Regions from separate parts of the Sus scrofa genome. Here all the other regions are linked to region 1. Evidence: chromatin contacts called from public HiChIP or PLAC-seq data. All regions are on one chromosome and are shown on one strand. Each heading gives the region's core, a stretch centred on a gene start, on an enhancer-like site or on the middle of the called end of the contact. The rest is flanking DNA. Distances are from core to core; before and after follow the strand shown.

Region 1 (4,476 bases), core at 585-3,084:
CATTACAAAGTTACAAAGTACTATGTAACTTTGCCATAGTACATTTAGATTGATGCAAATTTCACCTGTACTGAGATAATGTGCTTCATCTTTCTTAGAAACTCTTTAAGAACTTTAGCCCTCTTTCTATAACAAGCAAAAATATTATCTTCCTCAAAATAAAACATACAAATTATGGCTCATCTACAAATCCACATAAATTGAACATATTTTAAGATATGAACCAGAAAGATGACTTCAACTAGAAAGAATTCCTAGCAATGTAGAAGTAAGCTACCTTCCTAGAAAGTTGATTTAATAATCGAACCTTTAAATCACATTTTCCTATACTTCAACAGTTCATTTCATAATTTACAAATATATTTATGATATAAATTATAACAGCAATGCAGAAAAATTACAATCTTGGTAAATTTTTCATCTCAGAAATATTATGTATTCAGAGAGTATACAAATGGTTCCACAAATATAGGACTACGTCAGACTATCACATAATTTGTTTTACATTTTTTAATTAAAAAAGCTAACTTTTGGAGTTCCCATTGTGGCACACTGTGATCAGCTGCATCTCTGCAGTGCCAGCACAAATTTTCGATACAGGCACAGATCCAGCACTGCCACAGCTGCAGCACAGGTCGAAACTTTGGCTCAGATCTGATCCCTGGCCCAGGAACTCCATATGTCATAGGACAGCCAAAAAAAGAAAAACAAACAAAAACTAACTATTTTATAAGCTTCATAAATAAATACCTACATGACATAGAGAGGTTCATTTAGTAAAACAGTGCCTTAAAACACAAAGAAAGCAATTAGCATGGGAGACTTTAATGAACACAGCTTTGAAGCCCTTCTGGAAATTATAGGCTTGATAAAAGCACTAACACTCTACCAGTTGCTGACACAGGTGCTACTGCCAATCAGCTGCATTTGCTGAAGCGAATTCTAAAGATTACTAATTAATCTCCATACCGAAACCAATGGCTGCCGTCCATTTTGATCACCACTTTTTTAAAAAGGCAAAAGAAATAGTCACTCTATGTGTAATCAAATACAACTCTAGGTAAAAACACAACTCTACGTAAGCTGTGCACCTACTTAATTACATAGTTTTATCATTTTCTGGCATTTTTTATACTAAACCCAAAACTTCTATAGGTTGGAGTCATGGGCCTTATAGTCTCTCCACCTGCTATTTTTGAATTATTTCTACTTACCACAAATGATATGAAAGTGTTTGTGAGATATTTGGGGAGAAGGGTCATATTACATAAATATGAGAGCATTTTCTTTGTTGTTAATTTTGAACCTTTCAATCCTAAATTCAGAAAAAAGATGTCACAGAGGCGTTCTCCTAGAGATCACATCTGACTTTTCATCCTCTACCCTAACTCCCAACACACACACACACACACACACACACACACACACACACACACACACACACCTGAATACTTTGTTCTACCATCGTCATATCATATTCTCTGTTCAGAGCACTGTCCAGAATTTAACAAACATTAATCAGTGTTTCCAAGGCTGGGCAATTATTATAAAAGTGATACTGAAGTTCTTTAAATACCCTGGAACTAGGTGCCAAAGAAATTATTTTAAATCTCTTTGATATATAAACATATGTATATAAAGTGAAAAATGCATGTGACAGTTCTCTTTATGATTGTCCATCCTTTTAATGTTTTAAGTTAACATTAATCCTTGAATCTTAAGTAACACTATCTGTTCTACATGTTTTTAAAGTTTCTTTCATTCAACTGTACATGCCTGTGACTACCGCAATGACCTCTACAAAGGCAGTTGTGCACTTTACTGTGGTGCAAATCTTCACAGACAAGTTGAACCTGTTCTTTTTGGCACTAAGCCCTTGTGCTGAACACACAGCTGAGATTTATTATAAAAGGGGAACTAAGGGGTATTATTGCACAACATTTATCCTTCACATATAGCCAAGTATAATCTTTTACAACCTTTGAGAGCTCTTAAATAAACAGATCTTCTCTTAACTGCACAAAGAGTTTCTTACTTGTCACCAATCATATGGCATATTGAGATTCATTTTACATTAGGAAAAAGCTAGCACACAAAACATACATACTCAGTTGTTAAGGTTAGTCTCTTAATATTTGATCAAAAATAATAACATTTTGAATATTCATTCCTGCCTTGCTGTTTTTAGCAAGGTCAATGCAGTGAAGTAATAAACACGTGTCTTCAAGGATCCATAATTTAAGAAAATAGGTTTAAAAAAATCTTTCTACAGCACTCTTACAGGTCTTTTAAAAACATTTCAGAGAAAACTTTAGCCTTTACTTTTACACTGTTTTATGTTTTCTTTTTAATTTCAAAGTTCAGTTTTAATTAGCTTTCCCATGGCATTTTAAAAACACTTCCCATTTCTGAAGAATTTTGAAGTTAGCTCTGATACACACGACTGCTGCCAGGCTATTTCCTGACTTCAACAAATCTGATACCCTGGGGGAAGGAAGAATTCCTTGAGCTCTAAGAAGTATCTCTTATACCATACCATTTCCATTAATTCTTCAGTATTTGCTAATTGATCTGTCATTAAGACCTGACTGTTGAAAACAAAGAAATTACTGTAACCTCAAAAGAATTCTATCCTGAAACAGGTTCAAACTAGCTTATCAGCTAACTGTTCAACATAAAGCAAACTAAAATATGTTGATTCAGATGAATACTTCCTTGCTATAAATTCTTCTAATTTTTTCATTACTATCAAGAGTATATTTGGGGGGAAAAATGCCTGTAGACATATGATGGGGAAGGGAGCAGAGAGTATTGCTTAATGGACACAGAATTTCAGTTTTACAAGATGAAAGCAGTTATGGAGATTGATTATAGTTATATAATACAAATGTATTTAGTATTACTGAACTACACATTTAAAAATGGATAAGATGGCAAATCTTATGTATGTGTGTTTTGCAAGATAAAAAAATTTTAATTTAAAAGTTAAAATTAATTTTTTTAAAGATTGACTGATGAACTGATTTTTTTTTTAATGGTGAAAAAAAATCTAGTGATATGTTTTTAGGAATCAGAGGTTCACAGTGAGTGAAAGAGACATGTTTAGAGATGGCATCAAATATATTCTGTAAAGACAAAATAACTGGAGAGTTAAATTAGAAATTTCTTTCATTAAAGTTCAACATCTAAGCAATAAATTCATATTCTCCAGACCTAAGAAAATACGTTTTAAACAATCTATTATTCTTTCCCTCTGTCTAGGGAATACAATTATAAGTTCATGAGTTTGGGCATTTTTTTAAATTCATAACTAAAAAGGAAACATTTTTTCTTGAAATACGCAATGTTTCAGAAAAAACTAATTACATTAAATTTTAAGTTTGTGCAGGCATTACATCTTTAAATAGATATAATTAACATGCATGAAAATTACTTACCAGTTTTGCTCATAATATTTATACTACTTGAGGCAGCATAAAAATTGATAAGAGTAACTATAAAACATGAATTAAATACGTTAAAAATGTCTCAAGATTTTATCTTACACCATGTTCTAACACTATGTCAACACTGGTGGTATTTTTAAATGCCTAAACGCTTTAATTCATTTTAAAATGCCTGTGATTCAAGATTTCCATAATATCCAAAAGTACTCTTGACCATGGCTATGGTTTCTAATGTTCTGGTTACATGCTGTTATCTTTTTTTAAGACATTTTAATGACTCAAAGGTACACTTACATTCACCATTATTTATACCATAGCTAATGTTAAACTTACTTACTTTAACTTTGTATTTTTTAACTTATATTACCATTTATGGATTCATTTTGGAACCATTTTAAATGTAGTAATGCTTATTTTAAAGATACTATTTAATATATGAATGTTTACACATAATTAAAATTAATTCAAAGAACCCATAGTTTTAATGTCAAGCAGGTTAACCCAGGTTAACCTCCAAATAACTTAAAGCAGCTGTAAGAACAATCCCAGTCTCCATTTATTTCAGTTCTTCACACTACAACAGCTTTCCCATCTATGTCTCTCTCTTCTTTCCAGCAAGAATGAAAGCAAATATTCTATTGGCTTACAGCTCCCCATTCTTTTACACTCCCCATATTACACATCCCCCATAGAATATATTTAAAACAAGGGCTTTGGAGTCCAGAGTCAAATCCCAGTTCTACCTTGAGCATCTTTTTTTCTAAACAAGACTCAGTTTCACCTATAAAATTATTTTAATAGATTAAATAAAATATAACTAAAGGACATGGCAAAGTCAACTGTCCACAAAATGCAACTGTATCATCAACTTCATCATGAGGGAAAAAAAGAGGAATATTTTGCACCATTTCCACAGACCACCCTTAGTTGCTACCACCAGACAAAATTACCACAGGCAACTATCAACATATGAATGGTAACCTTTCAAACGTCTGCACATATGAGCTCAAAACATCTTCCTGCAGAAACA
Region 2 (4,476 bases), core at 936-3,435, 340 kb before region 1:
TAAATGTAAGATGAAATACTATAAAACCGTTAGAGGAAAACATAGGCAGAACACTCTCTGACATTGTTCTCAGAAATATCTTTTTTTTTTTGATCCCCCTCCTAGAGTAATGAAAATAACAAAAAGAAATAAATGGGACCTAATTAACCTTAAAAGCTCTTTTTGCACAGCAAAGGAAACCATAAAAATAAAAACCAACCCACAGAATGGGAGAAAATCTTGCAAACAAAGCAACCAGCAAGGGTTAATCTCCAAAATATACAAACATCTTATGCAGCTTTATATCAATAAAACAAACAACACAATCAAAAAATGGGCAGAAAATCTAAATAGACATTTCTCCAAAGACAGACAGATGGCCAAAAAAAGCACAAGAAAGCATGCTCAACATCACAAATTATTAGAGAAATGCAAATCAAAACTACAATGGAGTATCACCTCATACCAGTCAGAATAGCCATCATCAAAAAGTCTAAAAATAAGAAACTCTGGAGAGGGTGTGGAGAAAAGGGAACCCTCCTACACTGTTGGTGGGAATGTAAATTGGTACAACTACTATAGACAACAGTATGGAGGTTCTTTAAAAAACCAAATATAGAACTATCATACCATCCAACAATCCCACTCCTGGGCATATATCCAGAGAAAACCATAATTTGAAAATATGCATGCATCCCAATGTTTACTGTAGCACTGTTTACAATAGCCAGGACATGGAAACAACCTAAATGTCTGTCAACAGAGAAATGAATAAAGAAGATGTGGTACATATATACAATGGAATATTACTTGGTCATAACAAAGAATGAAATAATGCCATTTGCAGCAACATAGATGGACCTAGAGGTGATCATGTTAAGTGAAGTAAATCAGAGAAAGAAAATATCATATGACATCACTTATATGTGGAATCTAATAAAATACAAAGGAACTTATTCATAGAACAGAAACAAACTCAAAGATTTCAAAATTAAATTTAGGGTTGGGGGAATTAAGATAAATGGGGAGGATGGAGTTGGCACATACACACTACTATACTAACAAGTATCTGCTGTATAGCACAGGAAGGTCTGCTCAATGTTCTGTAATAACTTATATGGGGGAAAAAAAGGAATGGATATATGTATGTACATAGCTGATTCGCTCCACTGTAAACCTGAAGCTAACACAACCTTTAAAATCAACTACACCCCAATAAAATTTTTTTAAAAGATGAGTGCAGTTTCATGATCTGATACTTTCTGATACACCCTTTGAGATAATGAGACACAACCTAAATTGTTCCCAGATGGCTCTCAGGGATTACTGCGTATGAGGATTAAATAAACTTCACAGCTCCTCCTTTTACAGATGGAAAAATAGAGGTAAGAGCTCAGGCTACTTGTTCAGTGGATTCTAGGGGATTTAATATAAAGCTAAGCACAGAATTATGACTTTCCTCTCCCTGCTGAGGAATTAGCATTTTCCTGATTAAGTGACACTGAGACCAGAGACTGAAATAACAGAGCCTCAGAGATGAAAACTGAGTCTACCTTAGTGTCTAGATGAGGTGAGAGACAAAACAGGAAGTGTAGGCACTACAGCTTGCAGCCTCGGCCAGCACCACCATGGCCTACCCAGTTCAAGCTGAGTGGGTGTGGGAGAAAGACCTGAAAAATGCACACTAGGCTGGCTTTCGAGAGAGGAAGATCTTTTTTTCTCTGAATGTTCAGATTCTGGCAGACTCCTACTTTCAGGCCCATTAAAATTCAGGAAGGGAAAAAGGGGGAAAAAAATGAGATAGTTTTCAAAGAGGAAAAAAGACAACAAACACACCCACTCTTGCAAAAATAAAACCCCACCCCAAAAACCCTTAATGAAAATGTCTTCAAGCTTTAAAAAACAGAAAGGGGTTGGAATGTCAATGGGGCACAGGCAATGGGGTGACTATTAAATGTGGCATTTTCACCACTTCCTTGCATGCGTGTGTGAACCTGGTCCCATCCTAGGTGACAAAGTGTGCTATTCCCTCCCCGGAAGAAGGAATAGAACTCATTTCTGTCAGTGGGCTAGATCCCACTGTGTGTGTGACTGTGGTTAGGTGGAGTGCACTTTGTTCTAATTCACTGCCTCAAAAATAAGAGCCTCTTGCTCTAGACGTTTCCTTTCCAACCCACCCTCCTATGCAATCGACGGTCCCGGCCAAATCCTTCTTTCGGTCTCAGATTTCAGTTATATAAGCTGTTCTGTCAACGGGCTCCTTCCAATTCAGGACAGGGTAAAATAGCCATTGACACAAACAGTGAGCAGCTTAGGTAATCAGAGCCCAACACAGATTTTGAGAAAGCTGCTCACCCATTCAAGCACCTCAGATAAACAATGGCAGGCAGAGCTCACAGTTCTAGTCTCTCGCTATAGTGGGACTTTGTTCCAGCAGCTGGACCTTCCTGAGAGGTGGGTCTTCCCACAGTCTCTCCCCAGCTTAAAGAGACTTGTTGTGTGGTGCATGTTAGCTCCCACCCCCAGCCTTGCAAATCCATGTTTTTCATAGAAAACAGGTTTAGCCTTTTTAATACCAAGGTTAAACAGTGGATTTTACTCCTGATGGTATGAAATATTCTTTTTCTTTTTCATTAAAGTATCATAGGTTTACAATGTTGTGTTGGTTTCAGGTGTACAGCAGCGTGATTCAGTTATACATACATATGTATATATATTTTTCAGATCTTTTCCCTTATAGGATATTACAAGATGTAGTTTCCTGTGCTATATAGTAAGTAGGTCCTTGTTGTTTATCTACTTTATATGTAATAGTGCAAATATGTTAATCCCAAACTCCTAAACTCCTAATTTATAACCCTTCCCCCCTTTCCCCTTTGGTAACCATAAATTTGTTTTCTGTGAGTCTATTTTGAAAATAAGTTTATTTGTATCATTGGTTTTTTTCCCCCTAGGGCTGCACCCGCGGTACATGGAGGTCCCCAGGCTAGGGGTCTAATTGGAGCTGTAGCTGCCGGCCTTTGCCAGAGCCACAACAACGCAGGATCCAAGCCACATCTGTGACCTACACCACAGCTCATGGCAAGGGCAGATCCTTAACCCACTGAGCAAGGCCAGGGATCAAACCTGCAACCTCATTGTTCCTAGTCAGATTCATTAACCACTGAGCCATGATGGAAACTCCTATTCGTATCATTTTTATCAGATTCCACATATAAGTGATATCATATGATATTTGCCTTTGTCAGTCTAATTTCACTCAGTATGATAATCTCTAGGTCCATCCATGTTGTTACAAATGGCATTATTTTGTTCTTTTTTATGGCTGAGAAGTATTCCGTTGTGTATATGTATCACATCCTCTGTATCCATTCAATCTGTCAATGGACATGTCTTGGCTATTGTAAATAGCACTGCTATGAACACTGGGGTACATGTATCTTTTCAAGCTATAGTTTTCTCCAGATATATACCTTGGAGTGGGATTCCTGGATCATATGTTAGCTTTATTTTTATTTTTTTAAGGAATCTCCATTTTGTTCTCCAGAGTGGTTGTACCAGTTCACATTCCCACCAACAGTATAAGAGTGTTTCCTTTTTTTCCACACCCACTCTAGCATTTATTATTTGTGTACTTCTTGATAATGGCCATTTCTGACCGGCATGAGGTTGTAGTTTTGATCATTGTAGTTTTGATCTGTATTTCTCTAATAATTAGTGATGTCGTGCATCTTTTCATGTGCCTCTTGGCCATCTGTATGTCGTCTTTGGAGAAATGTCTGTTTACATCTTCTGCCCATTTTTTGATTGGATTGTTTGGGGGTTTAGTTATTGAGCTGTATAAGCTGTTTGTATATTTTGGAAAGTAAGCCTTTGTCAGTTGCATCATTTACAAATATTTTCTCCCATTCTCCAGTTTGTCTTTGCATTTTCTTTATGGCTTCCTTTGTTGTGGCAAAAAAAGCTTTTAGGTTTAATTAGGTCCCATCTGTTTATTTTGTTATTTTATTATTTGTTTGTTTATGGAATTTTCTGAGGACAAAATCCATACATGTTCAGAATTTTAAAATTTGAAAAATACAGAAAAATAAGAAAATCAAATTCACCTGTAATTCCACTACCCAGAACTAGTTACTTTTAAAATTTTGTGTATATCCTTCCAGTCTTTTTCCTATGCAAATCACATACATATATACATATATACTGTATATACATATACACATATTAAAGATGTATAGGTATTAAAGATATACATATGTATAACATTTAAATAAATGATACATTGTGATTATACTGGCCATCTGCTTTCTTTACCCAACAGTGTCATCATCATCCCACTGATCTCATTTTCACTCCCATTTTTATCTTCTCTACCTCAGTTGTCCTAACAATACCTCTGTAAGATTGACATCACCACCCTCATATAACAGCTCAAATTCAGGGCCTCTGAAGTCTGTAATCTGAAGGACTCCTTATGTCTCACTGCTCTTAAATTCT
Region 3 (4,476 bases), core at 767-3,266, 260 kb before region 1:
ACGCTTCTTGAGGGGAATCTTTTCGAGGGAAAAAAAAAAAAGTGATTATATTTAAAGGGAAATGTTTGGCACAAGGCAAACTATGTGTTTCAAATATTAGGAACAAATGGCTACAAAATGTACAGTCTGAACAAGTAATAGTATCTTTTAAAAATTAAATTATACAAAAGTAATGGTCTTGAAAGCCTATGCGTGTTTACTAACTAGCCAACCCCATGCTCTTTAAGAGAAAGGTTCATTTAAGTCTTCCTCCTACTCACACTAGACCAACTACACAGAGCTGCCCATGTGAGAAATAGCTTGTTGCAAATCAACAACCACATTCCAAATGAGGGCTCCTACGCTTCTATTTGCTTTCTTGGCCCAGTGTCTTAGTTTTGGGGCCAGTGCTCCCCAGCTGCCAGTCACAGCTACCTGTTGCCAAATTTCAGTTTCATTCCCTCCAGAAAATGATGCCCTATTCCTTTGAGATTCCTCAGGGCAGAGCCTGCCTTTTCTGTCATACCACCTGAGCTACTCTCCAAATCTGATTAAAAAAGCAAAACCAAAAACTGCAGCTATCGTCATGAGATGTGATAAAGTCAAACAAAGGCACTGAAACTTCATTTCCAAAATATAATGTCCATTTTGAGCAATATAATACAAAAGCGGATTTGTAAAGATAGGTGTTTACATATTTTTTAAATATTCAGAGGCTTGAAAATGATGATGAGATTTTTCATTGCCGTCTTCTGCATGTCTCAGGCCTTGGGGCAGGCACCTGTCTAACCGTGGACATTCCCTTCCACCCATGCTGCTACTTCATATAGCTTAGCTAGTCTATGAAATGAAGCAGCTTGACATCTCTGCAGATGCAGGATCTCCAGAGTCAAGGCTGCAGGCACAGTGGCCATCTTCCCTGCAAAGGGAAAAGCTCCAGGACTGGGAGGTTGGCATGCATCAGCCTTGCTCCACTTGAATGGTTCTGAACCTATTCAGAGTGCAGGTGAGGGCACCAACCATAGATCCACACCCAGGCCTCCAGGTCCTTCTGGCAGCTGAAGACCAGGCCACCCAAGAAGCCCTGAACTTGACCCTCTGAGGTGACACTTGGGTGGAAAGTTGTCCTCCCACACCTGAAGGCAGCAACAGGCTGGGTCAGCCCCTCTTCCAGGATCGGGGTAGGATGTGCCTGAGGCAATCAAGGATCAATGGCAACGAGCACCCTTATTCCTCCTCCTGCCCCAGCCTGACCTGCAGCAGGGGAGGGAATGGTGACCAAGGATCTCCAAGGTGCTTAGGCAAGGGGCTCATGACTGGTATATGTTATTTAATCCACACTAACATAACCCTTGGAATTAGGCATTTTTATCCTACTTAACAGCTGAGGAAGTCAAGGTTCAAGAAGATTAAACTATTTGCCCTCACTGGTCCTGCACATCCTAAGTGGCCGAGTCCACCCCAAGGCTGACCAGTACCTTCATACTCAGACTGCAGGGGCAGGTCAAGAGGGGGCTGTCAAAACTGTCCCTTGATCAGAGTTCCTGTTGCATCACAGTGGAAACAATCTGACTGGCATCCATGAGGATGCGGGTTCAATCCCTGGCCTCACTCAGTGTGTTAAGGATCTGGTGTTGCCATGAGCTGTGGTGTAGGTTGCAAACATGGCTCAGATCCCATGTTGCTGTGGCTGTGGCTGCAGCTGTACCTTTGATGACCCCAAGCCTGGGAATTTCCATATGCCGAGGGTGCAGCCCTAAGAGGCAAAAAAGAAAAATTGTCCTCTGATGGCCACCACTGTCAGGGTCACCATGACTGGGTGTTTGTTCCAATATGTATTACATACAGGTGTGCACATGCGTGCGCATACACGCACACACTCTGAAGGTTGCCAGAGTAATACGGCCGTGTTGCTCTGCTCCAAGTATCCTCACTCAGATACTGGAGTCCACAGTTCAGCTTGAATTCCTCCTGAGCTGAGAGCTGGCCAGGCCTCAGAAACGCAGGGCCGTCCATCACTCAGTGTCAGCTTTGCTCCTCCGAGAGCCGGACTTGACCACAACTGCCTTGGCACCGTTCCACTGTGAGGGAGTCACAGAACTGGCATTTAAGTCCCGAGCGGAAAAAACACCCCAAGCTTGTTCGTTTTTTTTTTTTGACAGGTGCTGGAGCCCACGAAAGGTCAGATTCCAGCTCACCGTCACATCCTGGCTTAGTCGGCTCCAGGCACACAAAGGCCCGTCTGTCTCACCCGAGCATAGCGAGTGGGGACCCAGGCCAAGGGCTTAACATGGCCGCCTGATGGCCCGCGTCTGCTGATCCGACCCTTCACGGGCCTGGGCCTAAATGAAGCATTGGGAAGCCCAGCTGCCAAGGATGTATGAAGCAGGCGCAGTGAAGAAGAATGCAGGCTTTTTTCTGATTTGTAATTGCAAGAGATATTAACCCTCCCCCGGCAGCCCATGAATCCACAGCACACAACCAGCCTGCTGTGGCTCATTTGTAAAAGCCCTGGGACGCTGCTGTTTCAAGTTCAAAGCCTTGCAGGGCTGCAAAACTGAGTGAGAGTTGCCCCTCCATGCCCAGCAAGGATGTGGGGAAATGAAGGAGTTTTTCCCTCCCTTGCTGATCCATCAGGGGTAGCTCAGAACCGTGGTGTTATTGGAACAGAGGGTGGGTTTTAAATGCACGTAGCTTCCTGCTTTCAACCAGGAATGTTTGTTTTTGCAGCCTTTATGAAAACATCTCCAGATTCACAATGGCTCTGAGAACCCACCATCCTGGATTTTAAGTCCTTCAGCAGCAGCTGTAGGCCGAGGTTCTTTAACATACGTAACTTCTTCAAAAGATGGTCACTTTACCAGCTCTCAGGGGCCTCTCCAGTCATGTGATTCCTCCCCCCTCCCACCCCCACCATCCCCATAACTTTTTACCAAACTGTGATGCTGACCGGAAGCCAGAAGTTAGAGGGGCTACTGCACACCAACCCCATCAAGAAGCCTGGGAGAGCTTGATCTTACAAGAATTTTTTTGGAAAGCTTTTGGCAAAGAGCAAGCTCAGAGAACCAATAACAATTCTTTTAACAAAGGAAAAAAGAGAAGAAACCTGCTGATGGAATGAAAACTGGTGGTTTCGGGATAATTTTTCCCTACTGGCTGAGGGAGTCTCTTCCTAACAAGAAGCCTCCTCAGTAAAATAGCCAAAGACTAGAAACCAGGACCCTAGCCTCTTGGTCCAGCTGTGTCACAGAGTAATTCTGGGTCAAAATGTGTTCAGACTCAGACCACCAGAAGCCGCAGCTTTCTAAGGGCTAAACAGTGTGTGAGCACCAGTGTGAGACTGACTCCAAACCTCCTCCTTTGCTCACCCCCCACCCCATGTGTCCTAAAGATATCCCCAGGTCCTAAAAGCCCTGTCCCTGCCACCCTCGGTAAGGCTCCATCCCATAAACTCAACCAGTGGTTTTGACCAAAGGACACTTGCTAGTAGCCTCTGGGAAGAGCCAGGGTGTCTTTGGGTCCTGTCCCACAGCCACTCTGTAATTGAGTCTCCCCATCTCTCATTGGGGCATAGAAATACTTACCAAATTGATGGTAAGCATAAGCACATTGATGGTCACACCTATTACGTGCACACATTGTGCTAAGCTCTCTGCTGGCATGGTCATAAGCACTCCCCACCACTCTATGAAGTAGGTATGATTCACCTCATTTTATAGAAAAAGTACCCAAGGTTCAGAGAGGCCCCCTGATGTGGTAGAACCAGCATACAAACCTGTATAAATCTGATACCAGACTCTGTACTCTCAACCACCATGCTGAAACACTTCTCATCCTACCCATAGCTATTCGGAATAAATCACCCCCAATAAACTTTTCAGAGAATAGCAGAAAACGCTTTGGTCAAAATAACTGTCCTTTGGCTCTCGGCACATGCTGGGCACAGCTAGGAGCTTTGTGTACATCTTTTGCAACATTCCTGCAGAGTAGCTGACATGTCCCCATTTGCTAAGTCAAAGGCTCAACAGACGTGAGAGACAAAGCAAACCCTGAGCTTGATCTTAGAGTCAGAGCACCTTGGCAAGGGAGCTGAACTACATGCAGTATAAATCTGGCAGCATTCAAATGACTTACTGCCCCCTCGTTGTTATTACTAACAGAAATAATAACTGCATTTATAGAGACGGAATGCCACGTGCTTTAGGGTTCCCTTCCTGGTGGCTTTAGGGATGTCAGCATTCTGAAAATGTGAGTCCTGTGATTTCCCAGACTGCCTGGGGTTCCACACCTATGTGTGCACACATGTGGGTGCCTGTGTGTTTGCACACGCCTGCTATGTGTGTCTGTCACACTGCAGGGAACTTTTCCTCATTTAAACAACCAATTAAAACCCACTTTGGTACTTAACGCATGTCACTGCTTCTCGGTACTCAGCTGCCTCCCCAGCAGGCCTTTAATTTGATAAAGAGCTTCTAATAATGACTACCAGAGGCCCAG

Evidence for each region. HiChIP or PLAC-seq counts read pairs in DNA pulled down with a chosen protein or histone mark.
Region 2: an H3K27ac HiChIP or PLAC-seq map of skeletal muscle shows a contact between it and region 1. The contact joins two enhancer-like sites. A contact is called at or near these places in 1 of 47 Hi-C or Micro-C datasets (skeletal muscle) and 1 of 2 datasets of contacts at active chromatin or transcription factors (skeletal muscle).
Region 3: a contact with region 1 is called in an H3K27ac HiChIP or PLAC-seq map of skeletal muscle. The contact joins two enhancer-like sites. A contact is called at or near these places in 1 of 47 Hi-C or Micro-C datasets (skeletal muscle) and 1 of 2 datasets of contacts at active chromatin or transcription factors (skeletal muscle).

Annotation. Positions count from the first base shown.
Region 1 is chr1:189,786,614-189,791,089 of Sscrofa11.1, reverse strand. The region is part of intron 6 of MNAT1 (menage a trois homolog 1, cyclin H assembly factor (Xenopus laevis)); the gene reads right to left. Among named protein-coding and RNA genes, the nearest start is that of MNAT1, 98 kb to the right of the region's middle. Within about 2 kb of position 1,834, at least 8 of the 83 cell types and tissues checked have an H3K27ac peak or open chromatin away from gene starts, as enhancers often do. A contact at or near this core is called in skeletal muscle, where this site is marked.
Region 2 is chr1:190,130,865-190,135,340 of Sscrofa11.1, reverse strand. No RefSeq gene overlaps it. Among named protein-coding and RNA genes, the nearest start is that of TMEM30B, 39 kb to the left of the region's middle. Within about 2 kb of position 2,185, at least 4 of the 83 cell types and tissues checked have an H3K27ac peak or open chromatin away from gene starts, as enhancers often do. A contact at or near this core is called in skeletal muscle, where this site is marked.
Region 3 is chr1:190,047,976-190,052,451 of Sscrofa11.1, reverse strand. No RefSeq gene overlaps it. Among named protein-coding and RNA genes, the nearest start is that of TMEM30B, 120 kb to the left of the region's middle. Within about 2 kb of position 2,016, at least 19 of the 83 cell types and tissues checked have an H3K27ac peak or open chromatin away from gene starts, as enhancers often do. A contact at or near this core is called in skeletal muscle, where this site is marked.